Linked DNA regions of Zea mays: region 2 is linked to region 1. Evidence: chromatin contacts called from public Hi-C data. All regions are on one chromosome and are shown on one strand. The core of a region is the stretch at or near the end of the contact, and the rest is flanking DNA. Distances in the headings are between cores, read along the strand shown.

Region 1 (4,548 bases), core at 263-2,762:
AAAAGAACTCACGCGGGTAGCTCGTATGCGTATGGCAAGGAATGGGATTGGCGAACTCACAGGCGGTCTGCGGGAAGCAGTCATATAAGAGCAGAGCATAGCAGAAGACAGTCCTCCGAGCGTCCTGGCCGGCGACGACTCCTCCGGCTGCATCCGGATGCTGGCGTTCATCTGCTCCTCGAGCTGGTCCTCGGCCTTGCCTGCACGAACCACAGCAGCGTCAGCGAAGGAAGCTCCGCAAGCAGTCCCCACCATCTCCACTTCTACTGACAGGCGGAGGAAAGATGACGCACACAACACACCGAGGGGGGTGGCGCAGTATCTGGCCTTGACAAAACTGAGGACGCAGAGGGACAGCAGCATGGCGCTGATGATGACGCCGTTGCTGACCCGCCGCGGCTCCTGCCGACTCCTCAGCGACGACTTCATCCCGCCCTCCGCCCGCACGCCCAGATCTGGGGGCCGCACCACGCCCAAAGCAGCAGTCCCTCTACTCCTGGGGAGGAGAGCGGGCGAGGTGGCAGGGAACGGGAACGCCAGACGAAGAAGGAAGGGACAAGGGAGGGAGGAAGCAGAAGGAGACTGGTCTTAAGCTGTCGTGCTGAGCTGGATCTACAGGTGCTGGTATTGGTGGGGAGGGAAGGGGAGCACGAGCGTGGAGCGGTTGACCGGCGCGCGGACGGCGATGCCGAAGGGCCAACCAGCCACACGGGTGCCGCACCTTGCACCCTGTGAACCCGCATTTCTTCCTCCTCGGCACCGGTACCGGCTTCGGTGGCTCCCCGACCGCCGCCGGGACGGGACCTCCAGGAGGCGCTGGCGGCTGCTCTGCCTCCAGTGGGCTCCGGGCGAGATCCCGGACGTACTGCCGGTGTCGCGCGCGCACCTCCTCAGCACCGGTGCCGGCTTCGGCGGCTCCCCGTCCGCCGCCGGGACGGGACCTCCAGGAGGCGCCGACGGCTGCTCTGCCTCCAATGGGCTCCGGGCGAGATCCCAGACGTACTGCTTGTGCCGCGCGCGCACCTCCTCGGCCATGGCCCAGTAGAGCCGGCGGTACACACCTACCAGCTAGTCGGGCCGCGCGGCGCCGACACCGGCGAAGGACCTCCTGCGTGAGCGCCTCCGTTGTAGCCTCCATCTCCGGCGATGGCGGGTTAGCGATGGCAATGCTAGGGTTTTTCGGAGTTCTGGGATGATGCCACAACGTCCATGGCGAGCGGAGATTCGTACGGGCTGTGTAATTTGGGGGTTTAGCGAGATCCCAGAATATAACAGAACTGCGGCCGCCGAAGATGCTCGGATTGGAAGGGGCTCGGATGGGGGCATGGGGCGGAGGCGTCCGTTGATGGCGGCGCGGATGGAGTCGCGAGGTGGGGCAGAGGAGAGGGAGCGCGTCCGTGCCCGTCGCGGAGAGGATGGAAGGGGCGCGGATGGGGCGGAGGAGACAGAGGCAATGGCATCAGTCGCGGAGAGGAAGGCGTCAGTCGCGGAGAGGAGAGGGAGGCGTCAGCGGTTGGCAGAACCATGGGCTGTGGACGCCTACAGTGAGTACAAAGAGATTGATGACCCCTTTTGAAGCAAAGGGAGCCAGGCCCCATACATTTGAGTGAACAAGATCAAAAGGACGCTCAGACACAGATTCACTAGAATGATAAGTAAGCTGAATCTTTTTGCCCAATCGACAAACCTGACACTGAGCTAACAAAGATGACCCAGAACTCATTACCTAAAACTGAATTTAGGAGACCATAACGAATCAAGGTAGACAAACGAGAGCCACAAAGATGACCCAGACGATGATGCCACTCAGCAAAAGACATGGGCGAATCAGCTAACACAGAGCCGACAGAACTGGCAGGTGCAACAGAAGCAAGATGAAGCCAGTCAAGCTACCAAAGGCGTTGAGAGTGACAACGGCGAGGGCCAGTACCAATTAGGCGATCCGCAGCAACAATTGACGGCAAGAGTGCAGAGGAATAAGCGGTAGAAGTAGTTTTTTTACAGATCAGACCAGAGCCCGATTGCCAGCCTTCCTCTATTATAGAACAACCGTGTGTACCCCTGATCTGATATTGCTGTAGCCTGATATACAAACGCATCCTATTCTAACAATTGCATGTACACATAACAATTGAAGCGATAAGGCAAAGTATCTTGACCCATCCAGAACTAGCCATGTGCTAGTTATCTCAAAAGCTTCTGAACATAACTTAGTTTCCTGGATTTTGTCCCACCTATAACAATTCTTCTGTTGCACCTGCTGATTAATTCGTTTCCTTATTATGAACGGCCTTATTTTGTGATGTCATTTAGTGGGATATTTCGTATTTGTAATTTGTATTGGTACATTTTTTTTGGTTGTACCGATTGCAAAAGGTTGTCTTTGTACTTGCATAATCAATTGTTCTTTATGGTTTCCTTCAGATGGGGTGCTACTCCTGCAAGGAAATCTAGTATGACTGTTCTGGGAAAAGTCCCAAAACCGATTAATTTACCAAGTCAGAGGTAACAGTTTTCCTATTGCTATTGGTAGCAAATCGTTAATTCTATATACTTCTCCTATATGTGGATTGCTTTTGTTATTTTTTATTTAGGTTGGAAAACAATGGTCTTGATCCCAATCTGGAACTGGTTCCAAAGTAAGTATGCATCCTTGTTTCCTAACTGCTCATATGATTCAAAATTCTAAGGTTTAGGATGGTCTTAATGGTCTCTCATAATTACTGTGTCATGATGTTATTGTTTCAATGTTAGGGGCACCCACACCTGGGGCAGCAAAGCACCATCTACAACACCAAACGCATGGAGTTCCTCATCAATTCTGTCTTCCAAGAACGATGGAAGTTCCACTTCATCTAGTCACTTCAATGTCCGGCCCACCTCTGGCGGAGGCTCAAGGCCATCAACAGCTGGAAGTGAATCACTTGGTTCACCCAATGCTTGGGGTGCAAATTCTCGCCCATCTTCAGCATCAGGCACATTTCCATCATCTCATCTACCAATGGCCACAAATCGTCCCCAAAGTGCGGAAACAAGACCTGGAAGTTCACAAATTTCTCGATTTGCGGATAATGCTTCAGATAATGTGAAAGCATCGATAAGGACTATTGATAGATCGGTAATGCTGCAGACATAGAACTGGGTCTAGATCAGGGTTTAATCCAATACATTATTCAGTTCACATATACATATTTTAACTGTGTAGGAATCTTCATCACGTGGGCCTGGGTTCACATTAAGTACTGGTGATTTCCCAACGCTTGGCTCTGAAGCAAACAGTCAACGAGGTATGTGCAACATAAAGTGTGCTCTATAGTTTTTATGTTTTCAAGCTATTTGCCCCTACCATATTGTTTCTTTGGGTTTATAGTTTTTATATTTAGTATGTTAAATTCTGAGCTGCCTTGAATATCTACATATGTGCTAGATATAAATGCTATGGTAAATTATTTGGTAATTTTGTTTTTTGTTCGTATATTTTTGAATTACAATGGCCGGTTTCACCTACTTACATATGTGCTAGATATAAATGCTAGCATTGGTAAATTATTTAGGCCAATTTGTTTTTGTCCGTATATTTTTTAGTTACAATTGCTAGTTTCATCTACTTAGTTTGCATATAAGAGGAGTTCTCTTTACACGTCTTCTTTTATTCCAGGGCATAGTTCGAAAGGGCGCCCAACTTCTAGTTTGGGTAAAGAGGTGTCGCAAGGTGAACAAGTGAAGAGCCTAGCAACTGGTATAATATATTTCATCATTACAACATAGGTTAATAGCTTCAACTATTGTTTCATATGTATTGCTTTACCTAGTAATGGGAAATATCTTGTGTGCTAGGAACTGGTGAAGTAATTTCACCATCCAATAATCACCCTGTTGATATCATGAAGACAGAGCATCATGCACACACTGGAGGTGCTCCTGTCCCAGCCACAAGTGTGCCAAATGAAGGCTTGCAACAACAGCCATATCCACCAAATTTTCCTATGCCTCCTCTGCAGTTTGATTCATGGCGTGCACCTCCTGGTCACCCCCCTGAGGGAATGTGGCATAGAGGACCAGTGCCAGGTGGGCCATACAGACCTGTTGGCCCCCCTGGTAGTTTCCCTGTCGAACCCTTTGGTTATTATGGCCAGTTCCCACCCAACTCCGAAGCTGCAGGAAGGCAGGGCTCAGGGCATGGTGGATATCACACTAAAAATGATGTGTATCATCCTATGCCTCATAATTCCTATATTATGAATCAGCCTGTTATTCCAGTCAGACCAGTTTATCAGGGTCCAGTGCTGTATGATGGGTATTATGGCCCTCAAGCAAATTTCAATAACACCAATGTTAGAGATCCTCATTTTGTTGGAGGTCCTGGAATACTAAATCAATTCCCAAATCAGAATGACAGGTTTCACCCTGGACATCCTCAAAACAGACCAGGCAAACATGAAACGGTCCCAAGGGAGCAGCTGGAATCTGATAAGCTACATGTCTTTCACCAAGAACACCCTGGGAGTTTGCATGATAATCCAGATCGTCTAGGAGGTTCCCGTGAAT
Region 2 (5,082 bases), core at 431-2,930, 560 kb after region 1:
CTAATGTAGCAAAATTAAAAAGCATACAAACTTCTCAAACCAAAATGTTTATCCGATTAAAGGGCAAATAAGTAGCATTCAAGATTTAAAAATGACAAATAGACTGTTATGAGTGAAGTGCATATTATGTCAATACTTACATAAGAAATGCAACTCAAAACGAATTTTGATCTTGCATGGAGCTCCTGATGCATTTTGTGACTCAATGTTGGCCCCCAAGCAACCAACAACTACAGAGGAAGTGCCTTATCATGTTATTTTAGTTATATCAATATGTGCAATAATGTAGAAGTAGAACTTTAGGGTACAAGCTCGTCACCAGAACCAGCTAAAGTCTAGGCATCCCATCTAGCATTTCCTTACTTTTACTTCGCATCGATAAGATAATATGTAACAGCACATCCTTACAGAGCTAGGGTTATATAGAGTGCCAACAATGTAACCGATTGTCATTTGCACTATCCCACTGCAACCTCTATCGCATGTTTACTGATAGATAAAAATGGCACACAAGAATTGCTTAAGATTCTAGGATTGCTATCGCAAGAGGTTCAAATAAATTTCATTTTGGTCACAACTCGTATATGTGGCCACTTACTCCATTTCAGGCACTACAATCAACATATCTAACCAGCATGACTACTGCATTTCCTCGAATGTTTGTCAATCTCCCAAGTTGCAGTCAAGCAAGTAAAAAAAGGTGAAGCGCCAGAAATCTAACCAGTATATGATCCTCCCATCGAGGTCAAGAATGTGGACGGAATGCCCCAGTGACTGCAGCACCCTGGAGTACTGCCTCTCAGGCAGCCTAGCGCTGGTGCTACCATTTCCAGCGCCCGTGGCCCGGCCCTCCCGATGCAGCGGCGATGAGTGCGGGAAAGACGCCGACCCACGGGCCCACGCACGCTGCCCGCCCTCAAATCCCCCGGACAGCAGCCTACCTGGTGGCCCCGCCTTCGCCTTGGTCGGCGGTGGCACCGGCGCGCCGCGCCGCGGCGAGACGGATTGCGAGCGCCGCCGCTCCACGGCGCCGGGTATCAGCTTGGACATCTCCTGCTTGAGCTGCGCCTGCCCAACCTCCAGCTCCCGGATCTTCTTCAGGAGTTCCTCCCCGCTGGAGTCCATCCCCGCCGCGGCAGTGGGTGGCTTCCTCGAAACCACCGAGGCCACCTCGTCCTCAAACCACCGGCTTCACCGACTTCCACGAGCGCCCTACAGCTGATGGCGCCGCCGCCGCGTCCCCTTTCGCCTCCTCAGGGGCGGCTCCGACGAGCTCGAAAGGCCGCTCCTTTATCCGCTCCCAAGGCAGATTCGACGCAAACGGAGCAAAAGCTCCGAGCTTCCGGTTCTCTGAGATCTCCAGCAGCGATTTCCCGTACAGAAACCGGTTGAATCGATGAAAAATACGATCTTTTCTGGGGAGCGGTTCTTGACCTGTGCGTGGAAGGGGAGCAAATTGCTGTGGAATCTGTCTCTCTCACAAGTCACACACACGCATGACGCATCCGGATGGAGATTGAATGAATAAAATAAACACAAGTAATAATAATTGGTAGAATAAATGATAGAGAGAGAAAAAAGTTATGTCATATAGAATATGGAGGGAAGTGAGACTGTCTCCACGTATTGTAATACTGTTTGTTCAGTTAAGTTTAAAACGAAAAAATTAAATAGTAGATGAAATATGAGATCCGGTGAAAATAGCATGAGGTGTTCTTTATAATGTTCCCTAGTGATTGGTGAACTTGGTGATAAAAAAATTGCTGAGGCTGTTTGCCAGGTTGCTATAGTGGCATTTTACATCTAGTCTTAGTTTTTGTTTGATATTTGGAGCCTTGCCAACATATTTTGTACCCATTTTTCGATTTCTTTTCTATATTTTCTTGGGTGTTGTGTTGATCCACACAGGCGTTGTCCCTGTTCCTATCTACCTACCTTATTGCCAGTGCCAACAGGCGCTATCTCTGTTCCTAGTCACCTCCCTTGCTATGTATCGTAACGAGGGAAAATATTAGCAACTAGTGAATTGGTATTGGTTGGTGTATTACTACACATCAAAGACGTTTTATGCCACTCTGGAATAAAAGAATATTTCCCGAATTTTGTGTGTTTTTCTATGTTTTTAAACTAATTTCTGTGAAGAAAATTATGTGTTCCAAAGGAGCTCTTATTATCACCTACTGTTGCTACAATTTTAGGATGGATTTATGGTTAGTTCTTGGCTTTTAACCGTCTAGATCTATATGACTATGTGTTGCAAGTTTGGAGTTCCTTTTTGGTGGGCATTTATATGGTTTGCTTTTCTTGTTGTAGGTCCTTTGTGGGTGCCAATTGATTAGCACTCAACTGTCTGGAAGTGTATGCTTGCATGCCATAAATTTTGGTCAACTTTTTCTTCCCTTGTGTTTGTTGCTAGTGTGACCTTTTTCATGTGGTGTATATACTTCTCAACAGAACATCTAGCCATGCCCATATCTAACTCTACCTACCAATAATCAAGCAAGATGTAAAAGACAAAGGAGATGTGGTAAAGCTCTGACTAATCTCTTTTTCACGCCCTGGCTTGATTTTAATGCTTAATCGGATACTAGACTGCAGTACACCACAAAAGTATGGAGAGAAAAAGAACACGAAGAAAGAAAGAAAGAAAGAAAGAAAAGAGAAGGATAGAAAAAAAAAACACTACAGTAGTTAGTACTTAGTAACCCCTGTGCCTTTCTCCAAACAAAGCTTTCTGCCATGTTCGTGTTTACGCCTTAAATTGGACCAAAGTTTGCAGGTCCTGATTATAGTTTCAATCGATGGATTTTTCTCAGAAACACCAACTGGTTGTACAACTTTATTTTTTATCGGTGTTAAGCATGAGAAATAATGTTGTGGCCTTGCACACCGAAATAACCTGGAATTCCATAGATAATCATGAGCGGGTTTTTACTCACGAGTCATATATAGAGATAGACTAGTACTGATATTTTCTGTTGACGATTTTTAGACGGAAAAGAACTCCCAAAGTAGCCAATCCGTGGACCAATCCCTTTCAGCTGTCAAGTTTGGCATGTGGCTTCCCAATACTGCACTCCTCGCTCAGCAACAGTATATTCCCTCCAAAAACATTGGATCACATGCAATCATTAAGGGCTAGTTTGGCATCCACATTTTTCCATGGGATTTTCAATTTTCCAAGGGAAAATGAACTAATTTCCCTTGGGAAAACGAAAAACCCTTGGAAAAATGTGGTTCCCAAACTAGTCCTAAACCTTTTTTTTTTCTTGGTAGTGTTCTGCTCCCGGACGCAATTCTTTCTTGTGGATGATATGCTTCAACACTTAGCGCGCTGTCCGTTTGGTTCACGTAATATGTAACGTGATGGATAGCGTACAGTAATCAGATATCACACTGAAAACTGACACCGATCTATTTACCACTGTCACTCAAATGTGAACCATTATCGTTGCCATTTAATTCGTGAACCAAATAACACTTGCATGTGAAAGAAGTAACAGACAGAGTTTTGATAACAAAATGAGTAAATGAATCGTATTCTTTTGTAAACATATAAGTAGCCCACGGATCACCCCTTGCTCGATCAATCAAATACATACGCCAGCTTTCCTTTTAGAAACATACACAGGCAAAGAGGACATTTGCAGATCGCAATTCCAATCGCACGCACGCCTTTAGAAACATACACAGATAAACTGGCAAAATGATATTCTTTTTTTACTGTTCATTAGCGCCAATCTGACCCATTTGCATGGCTGACAAATCCCCATGTAAAGTACCCATCTCTCCGAGTCCAATTATGCAGGACGAGCCATCGTCAGATGTTAGCCACAGCTGCAGATCTGATTCAGCGGAGAACACATCGCACCGCTCCTCGCCACTCTTTTTTCTGGCCCTTTTTATACACGGCCTCGAGCCCTCGACGAGCTGGTGCCACACCAAAAGGGCCGCGAACCACAGGCTGTTCATGAATGACAAGGTGTGTTCTTTGGATCTCGAGCAACACAGCTGGCGTCTCTCAAAGGTCAAAGCAGCAAAGGCGTCGTCACGAGCCCAAGGGGGGGAGAAAGAGATGGGCGTGTCGCCATCGATGGGGAGAAAGCGACGCAGGGGTCCGATCCGAGGTTCAACCAGCTATCTTGCTATGCCTTCCCCAGCCTGTCGTCAGAAATGCTGCAGAGACAAATTAAAAGGACAGATAGAGAGAAAAAACATGGTGTCAGTTCAGTATTTGCATAATTAAGGATCAAGTACCTTAAGAACTCAGGCATAGCTCGACGACCTGCAAAAACAACAGGCGCACATTCAGTTGCCATGCATGTAGCATTTGCTTCAGCTGCACCACATGCATGGCATAAGATGCAGGTACAAGCAGAAGCCACCCCATGCGTTCTCCCAAACAGGACCGGGTTTACCCCTCCAGCACAACTTGCTGACCTCTTTGCCCCTGAAATTGGACACAAAAATAGGTTTAACTAACCAGTTGTCCGTGGTTTGGTATAGTTTGTATATATCATATAAATTGGTATTGAAGTCGTGATAGAATCAAGTGACCATATTAGGTTTTTAATAGAGTAGTATAGATTTTGACAAAGTTTACATAGCTAATGCGGCAAAAGGTTGGAAGTCTGAAAGATGACAAGTAATTGAAGTTGTCAAAATGGAATAGGATCTCTTCTTTCTAATATATATTTTATCAGTGTAAAATAGGATTATGATAGGGAAACAAATCCTAGTAAGCAATAACTGCACTGGAATCCAAGTATACCGTAAGGATTAAACCTACCTGGACATAATGCCATAGCACATCAGTAAGAGCAATACAAAAGGCAGAAGACAAGATGTTGGAGAATCGATGCACCCCAGCTGATTTAGGAGCGATCGTGCTTGAGACCAAACTTCTTGATGGCCCATCAAAAGCCCATATATGCAACCCCATAGAAACAGTTAGTATCAAATAAGCGAAGCTGTTCGAGTAAAAGGGACCGCATCTTCAAAACTATTACAGCGACTGCAAGAATAAGAACGAAGCAACATAGAACTTAGAGGCACACTTATGTAAACATGATTTTTCTAGAT

Evidence for each region. Hi-C and Micro-C count contacts between places; a contact is called where the count stands out from the background.
Region 2: a contact with region 1 is called in a Hi-C map of endosperm, with 4 times the contacts expected there. The contact joins the promoter of LOC103650550 here to the enhancer-like site in region 1. A contact is called at or near these places in 6 of 25 Hi-C or Micro-C datasets (bundle sheath, ear, endosperm and 3 more).

The regions. Positions count from the first base shown.
Region 1 is chr3:129,749,284-129,753,831 of Zm-B73-REFERENCE-NAM-5.0, forward strand. It overlaps LOC103650547 (protein MODIFIER OF SNC1 1), which reads left to right. Exons shown (of 9, transcript XM_008676125.4): 2 at 2,425-2,505; 3 at 2,595-2,639; 4 at 2,755-3,118; 5 at 3,206-3,287; 6 at 3,659-3,739; 7 at 3,838-4,548. Among protein-coding and RNA genes, the nearest start is that of LOC103650547, 7.9 kb to the left of the region's middle. Within about 2 kb of position 1,513, at least 2 of the 20 cell types and tissues checked have an H3K27ac peak or open chromatin away from gene starts, as enhancers often do. A contact at or near this core is called in endosperm, where this site is marked.
Region 2 is chr3:130,305,374-130,310,455 of Zm-B73-REFERENCE-NAM-5.0, forward strand. It overlaps LOC103650550 (serine/threonine-protein kinase EDR1), which reads right to left and starts at 1,681. Exons shown (of 13, transcript XM_008676128.2): 1 at 722-1,681. The coding sequence starts at 1,125.